2 separate regions of the Ovis aries genome follow, and region 2 is linked to region 1. Evidence: chromatin contacts called from public Hi-C data. All regions are on one chromosome and are shown on one strand. The core of a region is the stretch at or near the end of the contact, and the rest is flanking DNA. Distances in the headings are between cores, read along the strand shown.

Region 1 (7,693 bases), core at 1,881-4,380:
GCTTCTTAGGTCTGATAAAGCACTTGTTTGCTGCTTTGCAGAAAGAAACAAAAACCCATAGAGTTCCTTCAACAACATATATTTACTTTACAAATATCAAACCTAAGTACCACACCTGTGCTCTGAGGGCTTTCTTCGTGTGCAATGACTTTCTGTTTCAATACTGAATCACAGAGTAAACATTTTGAAGACATTGTAAAGGGCAATAAAGCTGAACATATCCGATAGGACACTGCACACAACTCGACAGAGGAGAGGATCACATGCATAGCCATGACCAAGTACACGAATGCACAGGGGATGACAGCCACGCCACAGCTGCCTCCTGGGTGACAGTGAACAAGGGACACCATTAGGGTGCATGACTTATTTGGATTTCTCTGCAATATCAAAATATGAAGAAAGAATATATGGAAAGTATAATTATGGTATATTAAAAACAAACAAAAGAGGGCTTCCTTGGTGGCTCAATGCTAAAGAATCTGCCTTCCAATGCAGCAGATGTGGGTTCAATCCCTGGGTCAGGAAGATCCCCTGGAGGAAGAAATGGCCACCCACTCAAGTATTCTTGCCTGGAAAATCCCATGGACAGAGAAGCCTGGTGGGCTACAGTCCAAGAGAGTCAGACATGACTGAGTGACTGAAAAACGATAGAAAACCAAGAGCCACAGGTAGGCAAGTAAAGACACTGGAAATTAAACTGTATGAAGCGCTTTTCACTTATTGGGTTGGTCCTGATCTATTCTTTTATTTTCTATACCTGCAGGACTGTACCCGGAGGAAACAGCAGTGAACAAGCAGAGCCACAGTTTCTGCCTTCATGAAGCTTAGAATTCAGCAGGGAGGCTGACACTAAAGAAACACAGGCAGAGGCCATTATTTGTGGATTCTGTGTTTGCAGGGAGGAGTTAAAAGGAGTCCTTTTTTTTTCTTTCAGTTCTATGAAGGGCTTGTGTTCTACTTTCCAACCACCAGGTGGAGACCACACAAAACTAATTAAGGCAATCCCTAAGTCTCCTCGGAGAAGGCAATGGCACCCCACTCCAGTACTCTTGCCTGGAAAATCCCATGGACAGAGGAGCCTGGTAGGCTGCAGTCCATGGGGTTGCGAAGAGTCGGACACGACTGAGCGACTTCACTTTCACTTTTCACTTTCATGCATTGGAGAAGGAAATGGCAACCCACTCCAGTGTTCTTGCCTGGAGAATCCCAGGGATGGCGGAGCCTAGTGGGCTGCCATTTATGGAGTCGCACAGAGTCAGACACAACTGAAGCGAGAGCAGCAGCAGCAGCTAAGTCTGCTTTATACTGAATTTGCTCAATTTCTTAACCTCAATCAAGGGCACAGAGAATTGTTTCATCTTGAGAGTGACCACTGACCTCCTAGAGAATAAAACTATAAACCAAATAATGCAAATTCAAAACAAACACGATTTTTTCCAAGAGAACCTACTGGATTCAAATCAATGATTTTTATGTGTTTATTTTTGGTTGCACTGGGTCTTTGTTGCTGCATGAGGGCTTTCTCTCGTTGTGGCAGTCTTGGGCTGCTTTTCGGCATGGTGCACAGGCTTCTCACTGCAGCGGCTTCTCCCGTTGCAGAGCACGGCTTGAGGCTCGCAGGCTTCGGTAGTTTCAGCACGTGGGCTCAGCAGCTGCAGCTCTTGGGCTCTGAAGCTGTGGTGTGCAGGCTTAGTTACTCCCTGGCATGTGCAATCTTCCTGGACCAGGGATCGAGCCTGTGTCCCCTGCATTGACGGGAGAATTCCCATCAACTGCACCACTAGAGAAGTCCATCAAACCAATGATTTTTAAAATAAAAATTGGGAAACCTGTATATTTTATTTTTGGCCACGCTGTGGGGCATGAGAGATCTTAGAGCCCTGACCAGAGATCAAAACTGCTCCTCCTGCAATGCAAGCTTGGAGTCCTAACTGCTGGACCACCAGGGAAGTCCTGAAACCTATATATTTTAAATAAGTTTAACAAAAGTAAATGTATTTTCATGTTACCTTATGTCCAGTTAGAGGGTGAGTGAGATGAACTAGAGAAAAATAGCAGCCCCTCACTCACCAAAAAAGAGGAAGAAAGAAAAAGCAGGCCCAGACAGGCCTACACAGAGTGAAACACCAGTGATTGAAAGTTGGGCTAGAGGGTGAGCAAGAACAGGGAGCCAAGCCTGGTTGTCTTGGGGCCAGCATTGTTTTGATCCTCCTTCTTGTCCCTGTGTACCACGGCCATCTGGGCCAGCAATCTCTTTCCTGATTAACCTCCAAGTATCCCCCTTTCTGAACAAGTGATTCTCTGTTTTTCTTTGCAAACTTCCAAGCTGAATGTTAAAATGAAGATTTCTGGGCTTCCCTGGTGGCTCAGTGGTAAGGCATTCACCTCCCAATGCAGGGGATGTGGGCTTGATCCCTGATCTGGGTAGATCCTGCATGCAGTGGAGTAGCTGAGCCTATACACCGCAGCTACTGAGCCTGTGCTCTAGAGCCTGGGAGCTGCAACTTCTGAAGCCAGGACACTCTAGAGCCCACACTTGGCCACAAGAGAAGCCGCCACAATGAAAAGCCTGTGCACTGCAGCTAGGGAGGAGCCTCCTCCCGCCCCCTGGCCCCTGCTCGCTGCCACTAGAGAAAAGGGCACGCAGCAACGAAGACCCAGCCCAGCCCAAAATAAGTAATTACCTAACTAAATACACAAAAATTATAAAACATATGCGCCGTTCATGGGGTTGCAAAGAGTTGGACACGACTGAGTGGCTGAACTGAACCGATAAAAAGTATGGGTCATTAAAAAGAAATGAAGATTTCTTTTTCTATCCAACTTGACAAAATTTCCCCACCCCATGTGAAGCTATCACTTGTGTTTTTAAAGTTCCCTCTTTGTAATTTTATAAGTGCTGTCTTTGAGGGTGAGATATTTACTATTCAGAAGCAGTCAAGTAGCCTTATGTCTGGCTTTCCTTCCTCATTTTTTAGGTTGGGGCTTCTCATGCCATAATATTTGGAAGTTTTAAGCATTCTAGTGGCCATATCACTGTTCTGAAGCTTGTTGCCAGTCCAACCTCTTGTGCATGTGTGTGTGAGAGCCATAGCGAGTCACAGGCACACTGCCTGATTATGCCTGGAGAGGATGTTCTGTGGTAGGAACAGAGACAAAATTGCCCTCTGGGGACCAACAGACCCTGTTTCCTGCCTCTTCAGGGATCCAACCATTTCAGTCACTACAGCTTACCACAAAGAGGGGGAAATAGCCCTGTGTCTGCAGCTCACTTCTCCTTATTTACCAGGAACTAGACGCAGTGGAATTAGCAGCAGAACTTCTCCCTGAGGGTCCTGTTTGTGCAGATGGTCTGGCAGAGTTGTCACCGCGACTAGAAAGTCGTGCGGGTATTGAAACCAGTTGCATTGTTCCAAAAAAGCCCATCTCATAGATACTGAAAATGACCACATTTTGAGGCTTCTGTAACATTACATCATAGGAAAGTTGGCAGCCTTTTGATGAAAATGTGACAGTGCTCATATTTCTTCCTGTACCGCTTGGGGATTTAAAATGTGGGGCAGGGGATTTCTCTGGCAGCCCAACATTTTATAATATTTAGTAGACATGGATATAGAATCTCCCATGAAATAGTGGTAAAGGGAATCCTCTGGCAGTCCAGTGGTTAGGACTCTGTTCACTGACAAGGGTCCAGGTTCAACTCCTGCTCTGGTAAGTAACAGCGTGTAAGCTGTGCGGTATGGCAAAAAAAAAAAAGTTGGGCAAAAAGAAAGCTAATGCTGTCCTGTTATTTAATGAGTATCTACCTACTTTTTAAGAACTTTAAAACAAACTCCCCAAAATTGCCTTACTGGAAGCCAGCTGTGTGACCTTGGGCTCCTCATTGAATCTCTCTGGGCGTCTGAGTCTTGAAGGTGGAGCATGCCCTCCTGGAGCCTGGGTGAAGATGATCCACTAGGGATCTGGAAGAAATGTTACAAGTTTTATTTACATTTTTTTCTATCTTAAATGTAAGAAAAAATATGAAGATTTACTAATAAGTGATACATGGACCAAGAGAGTATAAGTATATAATTTATAAATATACGAAATTGGGACTGTATGCTCAAAAGTGTTTCTGTGAATGGAATATGATCAAAAAAAGTGTGGAGATGACTGATCTACACATTTTCAAGATTAGGCTACATTCAGGGTTTTTTCAAATTGCTGGTTGTGACCTGTTGTTGGATTGTGCGGGCCATTTAGGGAACTTTTAAAGAAAAGGGCTTCCCAGGTGGTGCTAGTGGTAAAAGAACCTGCCTGCCACTGTAGGAGATGTAAGAGACGTGGATTCGATCCTTAGGTTGGAAAGATCCCCTGGAGGAGAGCATGGCAACCCACTCCCATTTTCTTGCCTGGAGAATCCCATGGATTCCTCCTGCCAGAGTAGCCTGGCAGGCTTCGGTCCATAGTTGCAGAGAGTCAGACATGCCTGAAGCAACTTAGCACACACACAAAGAAGTAAAATTAAGTATGAAATGTCAGAGTGCATTGCTTGTAGTAAGAATTAAGTATTGTTTTGTGGAACTCCTCAGATGAACACATATATGAATGCTAGGTTCTGGTGTAAAATGTGTCTCCTACTGTGTGGCTTGTACTTAAAGAAAATTGAAAGCAACTAGACTACAGCGCTAATGTCACCCTTGAACCAGCAGCTGCATCATAGGAGAACGTGTTAGAAAGGCAGATTCTTCAATCTCACTCCAGACATACTGTATCAGAAAGTGGGGGTGGAGCCAGGCAATCTTGTGTTCTAGGTGATTCTGCAGAATGCTAGAGTTTAGAGCCACTGGCTTAGACCATTTCTAGGCCTCATCTGGTTAGAAAACCTTAAATCTCTGTTAGATATTCATCTAAGGCAGCGCTTTTTGAACTTCCCGGTCATAAGATTCACCTGGTAATTTTAAAGTATCTCAGAGAAACTCAGGAAGCAGCTCTGGGTTGGAGCCTTGGAATCTGATCTTTAGCAAACATCTCTGGTGATTCTTGTGATCAGACAAGTTTCCGAGCGACTTTACCAAGAGATAGGGAGATTAGAAAGAGTCTGGAGAATGTAACACTTCAGTGAACAGAAACGTGTTCTAGAGAAACAAAGTCCAAGGTGGGAAAATAAACCATTCAAACCAAAACCAAAAAGCTAAAATTATTTCAACATTCCTAAACTGAATGAAATGACCCACCTTTCATTTTGAGTCAGCTGAGACCGTGATTCTCCTCTGAAAAGCTTGCTCTGGAGTTCTGCACAGCATTTCAACTCTAGCACACACTAGCTGTTCAGGAAGAGCTAACTGAGGAACTTGCCTCATGGTCCAGTGGCTAAGACTCTGAGCTCCCAATGCAGAGTGCCCAGGTTCGAGCCCTGATCAGGGAACTAGATCCCACATGCTGTAACTAAAGATTGTGCATGCTGCAACTAACTCCCAGCACAGCCCCCCGCCTCAAAAAAAAAACCCCACCCATAAACATTTTAAAAAGAGGTGCTAATTGTATAAACCTTTCAGGCCTATTACATTCAGTCCTGGGATGGGGGAGGAGGGCAGCTCTGGATTCAGGGAGTTTGGGGCAAATGTTGTGGCAGGGGTATCCTCAAATTCCTTTGTGATTGAACCAGACAAGTTTCAAGTGCCTTGATGTGATAGGTACCCCACTTTCAAAAAGTAACTATCAAATTTGACTTAGTTTTGTTACTGCTAAAACTCAATTCCCAGTTGATTGTAATTAAAAATAATATCTTTATAGGGTAGAAACATAATGTCTGCATATTATAAATATATTCAATAAAAATGTGTATTAAAACGTAAAAATCCTCTGACATCCCCCTCCTATTGTCAGCACCAAACCCCCAGATCATCATTGCTAACAATTTGGAGGATATTTTCTGACTTGTTGATAAACATGAATGTTTTTTGACATACATACACATAACCATTAAACATCAAAAGTATTATTAATGTAATTTTTTAGCAGACAATAGACCATGGATATTTTTCTGTGTCATTCTATATCTAGCCCAATTCTTTTGAACACCAGCAGATTTTAAATGTCTAATTTGTTTTCTCAAGACTTAACCTTTTTATTTTGTATTGGGGTATAGCTGATTAACAATGCTGTGACAGTTTCAGGTGAACAGTGAAGGGACTCAGCCACACACACACGTGTATCCATTCTCCTCCAAAGTCCCCTCCTATCCAGGCTGGCATATGACTTAAATGTTTAATTTTGGGGAAACTTATTTGATCTCAGAATACTTAAAATTAGAATGCATTTTGATCGAATATCCCCAAGTGCTCAAGGCAGACAATATATGCTTGGATGAAAGGGGATAGCAAAACAATGTCTCCTAAACAGTGTATACTGCAAGAAATGATATAAATTTAATTTATCACATTTTAAAATCTTTACGACAGGAAGAATAATGAGTGAAAAATTAAATTACCATATTTTACAAAGAACAGATTATGCTGAGATTAAGTAAAATGTTTTTCTTTTGTTATAAAATGTGACATAAAAACAAACTAAAAGTAAAGACAGCATTTTGGGGTTATTTCATCCCAAATTAGTAGCTGCAACACTGTTATGGGGGTAAAATTCGTATATGTGGTAAGATATCAGATCAGTTGCTATATATTATTTTATAGCACGATGTTAAAGAAATCTCATTATTAATATGAGAACACTGTAACAAAAGAAAGTACACAAGTCATACAAACATTTTATGGTCTCCAAGTATTCTTGATTTAAATCTTCTAAAAGCGTTTAATTATGTCCTGTTGAATAGCTCTCTGCTGACTTTTCTAGAAATGACTTTACTAGAATGATGAGTACGATTGTTCATTTTCATGTTGACTTGCTCTACAATTCTGTTCTTTTAATCTGCACAAAGCTTTTGAACTACAAGGTTGTGTTTCGTTGGAACTCTTTTTTCTTTCAGCCTTTAGTCTGTGAGGAGAAAGTTTGTGTATTATGTGATAATAATACCATAAGCATCAAACAATAATTTCAAATGTGTGTATCAGTATGAGATAAGACACGTAGCATGGAGCAGAGCCATTATCATCCAAAGAGGATGTGCGATGAGGCATCCGGAGACTTAGATACTGGGCATCTTTCTCCTGCAACTTCCTACCATTCTGGGGTAGGAAGCAACTTTAGTGTTTGATGAAAGTTTATGGTTTAGTATTTGATGAAAGTTTATGGAAAGTTTATAGTAAGGGAGTAAATAAATGCTAGTAAGATGCTATAGATTTAATTTGGGGTCAGTTTTTCTAATATCAGAATAAAACTCTTGAATCTGGATTCTTCAGCCCAGGACTCAGGCCTATGGGAGGATATTCCTTTACAGAATTTATTATTTATTTAATTTATTATTAATTTATTAATTCAATTATAGCAGGTGAGGAGGAAAGGAAACATCCTTCCATCATTTTCATCAAGGCTTTATAACTTTATTTTATAGTCTACAGAAGTATTGTCTATAGACTATTTCATTTAGCCCTTAGAAACACACTGTGGAGCAGGTATTATTGCCACTTTACAGATGAAGAAACTGAGGCTCAGAGTGGTAAAGTGACTTGTTCACAAGGCCATTCTCCACATCTGTGTCTCTATTCCTGCCCTACAAATAGGTTCACTGGTACCATTTTTCTAGATT
Region 2 (6,682 bases), core at 792-3,291, 290 kb after region 1:
TCAGGAAAAGTCAAAAGGGGGCTGGAAGGGAATTGTATTTGGAAGGGCCCCCAGAGTCCTGCTCAGCTTCAATCCCCCTTTATCTCTGATACTCATCAGTCCTGATGGGAATAGGGGCAGGACAAGAAAGGGAATAAAGTTTTGAAGGAGTGGTTAGTTATGAACTCATTAGAAGAACTCGGTTACAGGAGGACTCGGTTTAAATAGGGTTCTCAATCTGTTACTGATTTCTGCCAAGTTGTTGTTCACTTGCTAAGCTGTGTCAGACTCTTTGCAACCCCATGGATTAGAGCATGTCAGGCTTCCCTGTCCTTCACTATCTCCCAGAGTTTGTTCAAACTCACATCCACTGAGTCAGTGATACCATACAATTATCCCATCTTCTGCTGCCCCCTTTTCCTCCTGCCCTCAATCTTTCCCAGAATTATGGCCTTTTCCAATAAGTTGGCTCTTTGCATCAGGTGGCCAAATACCAGAGCTTCAGCTTCAGCATCATTCCTTCCAATGAATATTCAGGGTTGATTTCCATTAGGATTTTCCTTTAGGATTTTCCTCCAAGATTGAAAGCTGTTAAGTGACAGACCAAAGAACAGAACCCAGGCTTCCTGATTCTTCCTAATTCAGGGATGCTTTTATCCCAAATGAGCCAGCTTCTTGAAACTTTCTTACTAGGATTTTATCACCTGCATTTTCCTACTTTGCATTGGGTCCATAGGCTCATGGCTGCTGCTGCTGCTGCTGCTAAGTCACTTCAGTCGTGTCCGACTCTTAGCGACCCCATGGACGGCAGCCCACCAGGCTCCCCTGTCCATGGGATTCTCCAGGCAAGAACACTGGGGTGGGTTGCCATTTCCTTCTCCAATGCATGAAAGTGAAAAGTGAAAGTGAAGTCGCTCAGTCGTGTCCGACTCTTAGTGACCCCATGACGGCAGCCCACCAGGCTCCCCCGTCCATGGGATTTTCCAGGCAAGAGTACTGGAGTGGGGTGCCATTGCCTTCTCCAGGCTCATGGCTATAGGAACATAAATGTAACTGTGCGCAGGAGTAACAGAAACATGGTGAACCTCCCCCGTTCTGCTGGCTCCTCACCCCTGGCAGGCATTATTAATGGATCAGAGAGTGCTCTTCCCTGAGTTCAGCCTTCGTTCACATCCTTCCCAACACATTGCTCTGGGCAGTCATTACAGAGAGTTGGTTCTAAGGATGAGCCTCCTTGCTCTCCCTGAACGGAACAGTGATGGCAAACTTGACCCTACTTTTCCTTGCCTTAGTATTTGGCCATGGTGCTATGATTGTGGCTCCAACACTGCACTACTTTTTTCTTCTTTAAAAAAATAATTTTGTTTTAATTATGAAAGTATGATAACACATTTTTAGTAGACTTGAAAAATACAGAACAAAGTTATATGTAGTTCCACTGTATATTACATTTATTTTTTAAGCATATAAATTCAGATTTTTAGTTAATTTTGAACTCTCAAATATGAACAGAATGAATAGACAGAGAAGTAGAAGGATATAGTAGACCCTAAAAGCACTGTGACCAATTCAACATAATTAAGATTTATACAACTTTCACACAACAGCAAGGTACAAATTCTATTCAAGTTCCCATAGACTATAAACCAGGAGACTCTGGAACATATTCAGGGACATAAAACAAGGTATAAACATTTCATGGTCTAAAGGTACTGAAATCATACAGAGCCTGTTCTCTTATCACTGTGGAATTATGTTAGAAATCAGCATCCAAAGATATTTGAAAATAACCCACATATTTTCCAGTACAGCACTGCACTGTTTTCTCCTTTTGCTTGAGAGAACCTATTCTGAAAATGGTTACTCAGCTTGGAAGCTACTTTTCTTCCCACATAGGTTCCCCAAACACAAGACCTGGGGGAATCACACTGAACCTATTTATTTTGCATGTTTAGAACTCCCTACAAGACTGGCTGAAGCTTACGCAGCTGTGTTCATGAGGGAACAGCAACTAACCCCAAGCTAGCTGACGCTATGTCCAGTGCTCTTTTCACCACTCTGCCCATCTGACTCTGGGCTTTATCAGACAGAACAGCAAAAATGTTCCTAGGGCCTGACACGTGTAAACACTCCTCCACCACCCCGGCCATGGCAGCTTGCCAAGACAGGAATGAAGCCAAATTTAGTGGGTCCTTCAGCCCGGTGACCCCGGTGGAAACAATCTCCTGATAAAGAACAGGGAGAGCCAGAGAAAAATGTGCTGTCCTACAAAGAACAAAGCCTGGGATGATTCACCCTCCTCATCCTGGTGATTTATCGCTGGACACGGTCATTCATACGTGGCTGTCAGCAACTTTGCAGGAATTCTAATCTGGATGTTCGTCCTGAACACATAATTCCCTCCTTACTTCCTCCAGGTTCCCAAACATTCAGAAGTTTCCTGGGCATGCTTTCCTGCCTGTCCTCTTGGTGTATTAGCCAAATAGTCTGGGGGCCTTGGGTAACTCTTTTAGCTTCTCTAGACCTCAGCGTTCTCATCCTTAAAAATCAGGAACTGAAAGAGCTGGTCTCAAAGATCCCTCCTGGACCTAAAATCCTATGACAAGCCACATTTAGGAAATCCTTTTAAATAAACAACATATTTGGATTTTCTGTATCTTACAGCTTAACTGTTTACCTATGCACCGATGGGACCCTGCAGGGAGGATGGGGCAGGGCCTCTTGGGAGGTGTGGCCTTTGGGGCGGGACCCACCACCCTCCCAATCCACTGCGGTCCTCTCTCCCACTTTGCCACGGAGACTGCTCCTGCTCGGGTCACTTATGATTCATTCACTGCGGCATTCACATACTTTATAAAGTAAAAGAAAATTATACAAGCACTATGAGTGTATTCTTACAAAAAGTCAACAAAGCATTGTATGTATATATACGAAGTCATGCACATATTAAACATTTACAAATATGCCTTTTTTTTTTTTAGGAGGACTTATTCTGCAATTCATGGGGTCGCAAAGAGTCGGACACGACTGAGCGACTGAACTGAACTGAACTGATTCTGGATGTTTTAGTTTAGTTTTATTTTTGCAGAAGTGGGATCAAATGGCACATCTACCTTTGTAATATGCTTTTTGACTTGATAATATGTCCTAGAGCTCGTAACCATGTCAACCTGTGTAGTCTTTTTATAACTGCTGTGGAGGGTCCCTATATCATGTTTTAACTACTTCTTTTTATTAAGGACAAGAATCTGCTGGCTCATTCAGTAAAGAGTCTGCCTGCAATGCGGGAGACCCAGGTTCAATCCCAGGGTTGGGAAGATCCCCTGAAGAAGGAAATGGCAACCCACTCCAGTATTCTTCTCTGGAAAATTACATGGCCAGAGGAGCCTGGTGGGCTAGGGGTGACAAAAAGTTGGACACGACTGAGAAATGAGAAAGTTTCACTTTCTCTATTGATGATATTTGGTTTGCTTCTAGGATTCTGCTATATCAAAAATAAATCTAAAATACACTAATATTATTGTCCACACATTTGACCATTTCTCTAAGACAGGTAGAAGAAAAACTGTTGAGTTTATAGAAATGCACATTTTAAATTTTGAAGAATTCAGCCAACTGATTCTTCCATATGGTAGTGCCAATGGGAATATCCATTCCCCCATATTTTTATTAATCTTTCATTGCCTTTTCTTTATTACAGCAAAGTTGAGCGCATTTACAAGTTTTTTGGCCATGTATATTTCTTTCATGAATTGACTATTTATACCCTTTGCTTGTTTTTCAGTTAGGTTGCTTTTCTGTATTATCAGTTTATTGAAGTGTTAAAATCTTTTTCAAAAAGTGGACTCAGGCACTCATTACCAAATTTTGATATCATCAACTCATAGTCAATATATTTTCCCATCCCCATGCTATTATTTTGAAGCAAATCCCCAACATCATATCATTTCATTTGTTAACATTTTAGCTAGTAAATCTAAAAAGAAAAATCAAAGCTCTTAAAAATATCCATCATATATAATAAGAAAAATAATTCCCTAATGGCATCAATTATTCAGGGTTTATAGTTCCCCCATTAGCTCTTTTATTTTTTAAAAGTAATTACCTCAATGTCATCACATATCCAGTAAGTATTCAAATTTCCTCAATTGTCTCATAAATCTTTTTTTAACAATCTCTTTGAATCCAGATCCAAAGAATGTCTATGAATTTTAATTGGTTAATATGCCTTTTAAGTATCTTATAATTAATAGGCTCTGTCTCTCATTTGTTGAAGAATTCTGGCTAGTTTTTCCTATGAAGTTTCCCACAGCCTGGATTTTGCTAACTGCCTCTGATGATACTATTTAACACATTCCTGTGTCCTGCATATTCCTTGAATGCTTGCAGTTAGATCTAAGGCTTGATCAGATTGCTGTTTTGACAAGAATGCTTAATAGATGTGTTGTATATTTCCAACAAGACCACATAATTCTGGCTGTCTCTCTGTGAGGTAAGCAGCCATTCACGGTTATGTGGTCTGGGTACACTCAGAGAAACAGAAACCACACAGAAATTCAAATAGGGGACATTTAATATAAAAAAGTATTAATTCTGATAGGAAAGTAACTATGAAGATATAAAGAGACCCCTACTGGGTATCCTCTAAGAGAGGGCGCTCAGGGCAAAATAAGCTTGGCAAGAGGGGCTCCCAGCAAGGCTGTGGCTGCAGCTCAGTTGGAGAAGGCATGGCTGAGCACACAAGATGGAGGTTAAGTTCACTGGGCTGCTCGGTCAGAATTCAGCCACCAGGCGAGCAAGAAAGATTTCACGGATGCAGGCGAGCTGAAGCTGGTGAGTGCTGCAATGGTGTGCGGCACTCACGTTGGAAGTATGGTGGGAAACGGCATTTTGGAGTGCAGGCCAGCTGATCCTGGAGATTAGGATACAGGAGGAGGTGGGGTCCCACTGCAAGTGTGAGGCCTGGAGGACAGTGTTCACAGCACAAAGGCTGGGGCAAGTTGGTCACTGGGCCCAGGCTGGGGGTCTCAGAGACCTGAGAACTCTACAGCCTGCAGTCTGGGCACGTGGCTGAGGTGGGCTGCGCACTGCTGACAGGCCCTGCAGCCAGGGTGAGGGAAACAAGAAAGATCAATATACCAGGACTGAGAAGCCCCTTTGTCCTGCGATGTCCCTCTGGCACCCTCTACCGATAAAGATTAACATTGCACTCATTGTAAAAGAGTCTTATCTATTATCACAGAGCAGGTACTGAAGGGTGGATCCCCGCTGAGAAGGAATAAATTGATAAGGGACACAATGCTCAGCAGCGAGGTCCATGACTTCATTCGTGGTTGCGATTCTAGCTACCTTCATATAGTAGCTGGACTGATTGGTCCTAGAGGGAGGATCTTCCCCCATCTCTTCACCTGCTCTTTCCCCACGGCCCCCATTTTTCGTCTTCTCGCACAGTCTAGGTCCCTAGGGTCACAGCACTTTTTGCTCGTTCATCAGGTCTAATCTGAACTCTTTCTGTTTTGGCCTTCACGTATTTCCTTTTCTGTCTGGTCCCGTGCCTGATTTCAGGACAAAGCTATTTTCTCATCACCTCCTGAATCTGAACAGAATGTTTGGGAAGTGGAACTTTTCATTCACTCCTTGTGCAATCCTCACCTTGTGAAATGCATGTCATTGTCCTGGTTTTACAGATGGGGCACCTGAGGCTTAGAAAGGTGAGGCAAGTACTTCCAGATACTTCCAGAACAAGTTCCAGTTGGCAATGGGCAGAGATGGGATTAGAACCTGACTTCTGCTTAACTCTGACTCAGGAGAGCTTGCCACCTTGTTGGGGGCACTCGCAGCTTTCTGCTTATTTTTCTTCTGGAGAGTTGATTCATTGGAAAAGACCCTGATGCTGGGAGGGATTGGGGGCAGGAGGAGAAGGGGACGACAGAGGATGAGATGGCTGGATGGCATCACCGATGACTCGATGGACATGAGTCTGAGTGAACTCCGGGAGTTGGTGATGGACAGGGATGCCCGGCGTGCTGCCATTCATGGGGTCGCAAAGAGTCGGACACGACTGAGCAACTGAACTGAACTGAACTGAACTTCCGACTCACTTGTCTCCTGGCTTCTCACCAATTCTGCTTCTTCTGAATTTCCAGGTTATTTAAAGTGTTCTCCGAGAGTGTCATACTGAGTGAAGTGAGACAGTCAGAGACGGAGAAACATCGTACGACATCCCTTATATGTGGAATCTAAAAAGAAATGATACAAATAAACTTACAAAACAGAAGGAGAGTCACAGACTTAGAAAACGAACTTATGGCTACCGGCAGTGGAGGAAGGGATACTTAGAGAGTTTGGGATGGTCATGTACACACTGCTATGTTTAAAACAGATAACAAACAAGGACGTACTGTATAGCACATGGAACTCTGCTCAATGTCATGTCGTAGCTGGATGGGAAGGTGGTTTGGGGGAGAATAGATATGACTGGGTCCCTTTGCTGTTCACATGAAATTATCACAGAATTGTTAACTGGCTGTACACCAGCAAGTACAAAGAGAAAAGTTAAAAAAAAAAGAAAGTGTTCTCCCAGAATCATCACTGAAAAACTCTCTCCTAGGATCACCTCCTCCAATATCCAATTCAGGTCTTTATCACTTTTTAAATCAATTTTTTTCTTTTTGGCTGCGCTGGGTCTTTGCTGCTGTGTGTG

What was found. A called contact is a pair of places that touch in the nucleus more often than the background predicts.
Region 2: a contact with region 1 is called in a Hi-C map of omental adipose tissue, with 5 times the contacts expected there. The contact joins two enhancer-like sites. A contact is called at or near these places in 10 of 16 Hi-C or Micro-C datasets (hypothalamus, liver, mesenteric adipose tissue and 6 more).

What each region holds. Positions count from the first base shown.
Region 1 is chr1:238,361,296-238,368,988 of ARS-UI_Ramb_v3.0, forward strand. No RefSeq gene overlaps it. Among named protein-coding and RNA genes, the nearest start is that of SERP1, 47 kb to the left of the region's middle. Within about 2 kb of position 3,131, at least 6 of the 54 cell types and tissues checked have an H3K27ac peak or open chromatin away from gene starts, as enhancers often do.
Region 2 is chr1:238,648,345-238,655,026 of ARS-UI_Ramb_v3.0, forward strand. No RefSeq gene overlaps it. Among named protein-coding and RNA genes, the nearest start is that of TRNAR-UCG, 130 kb to the left of the region's middle. Within about 2 kb of position 2,042, at least 18 of the 54 cell types and tissues checked have an H3K27ac peak or open chromatin away from gene starts, as enhancers often do.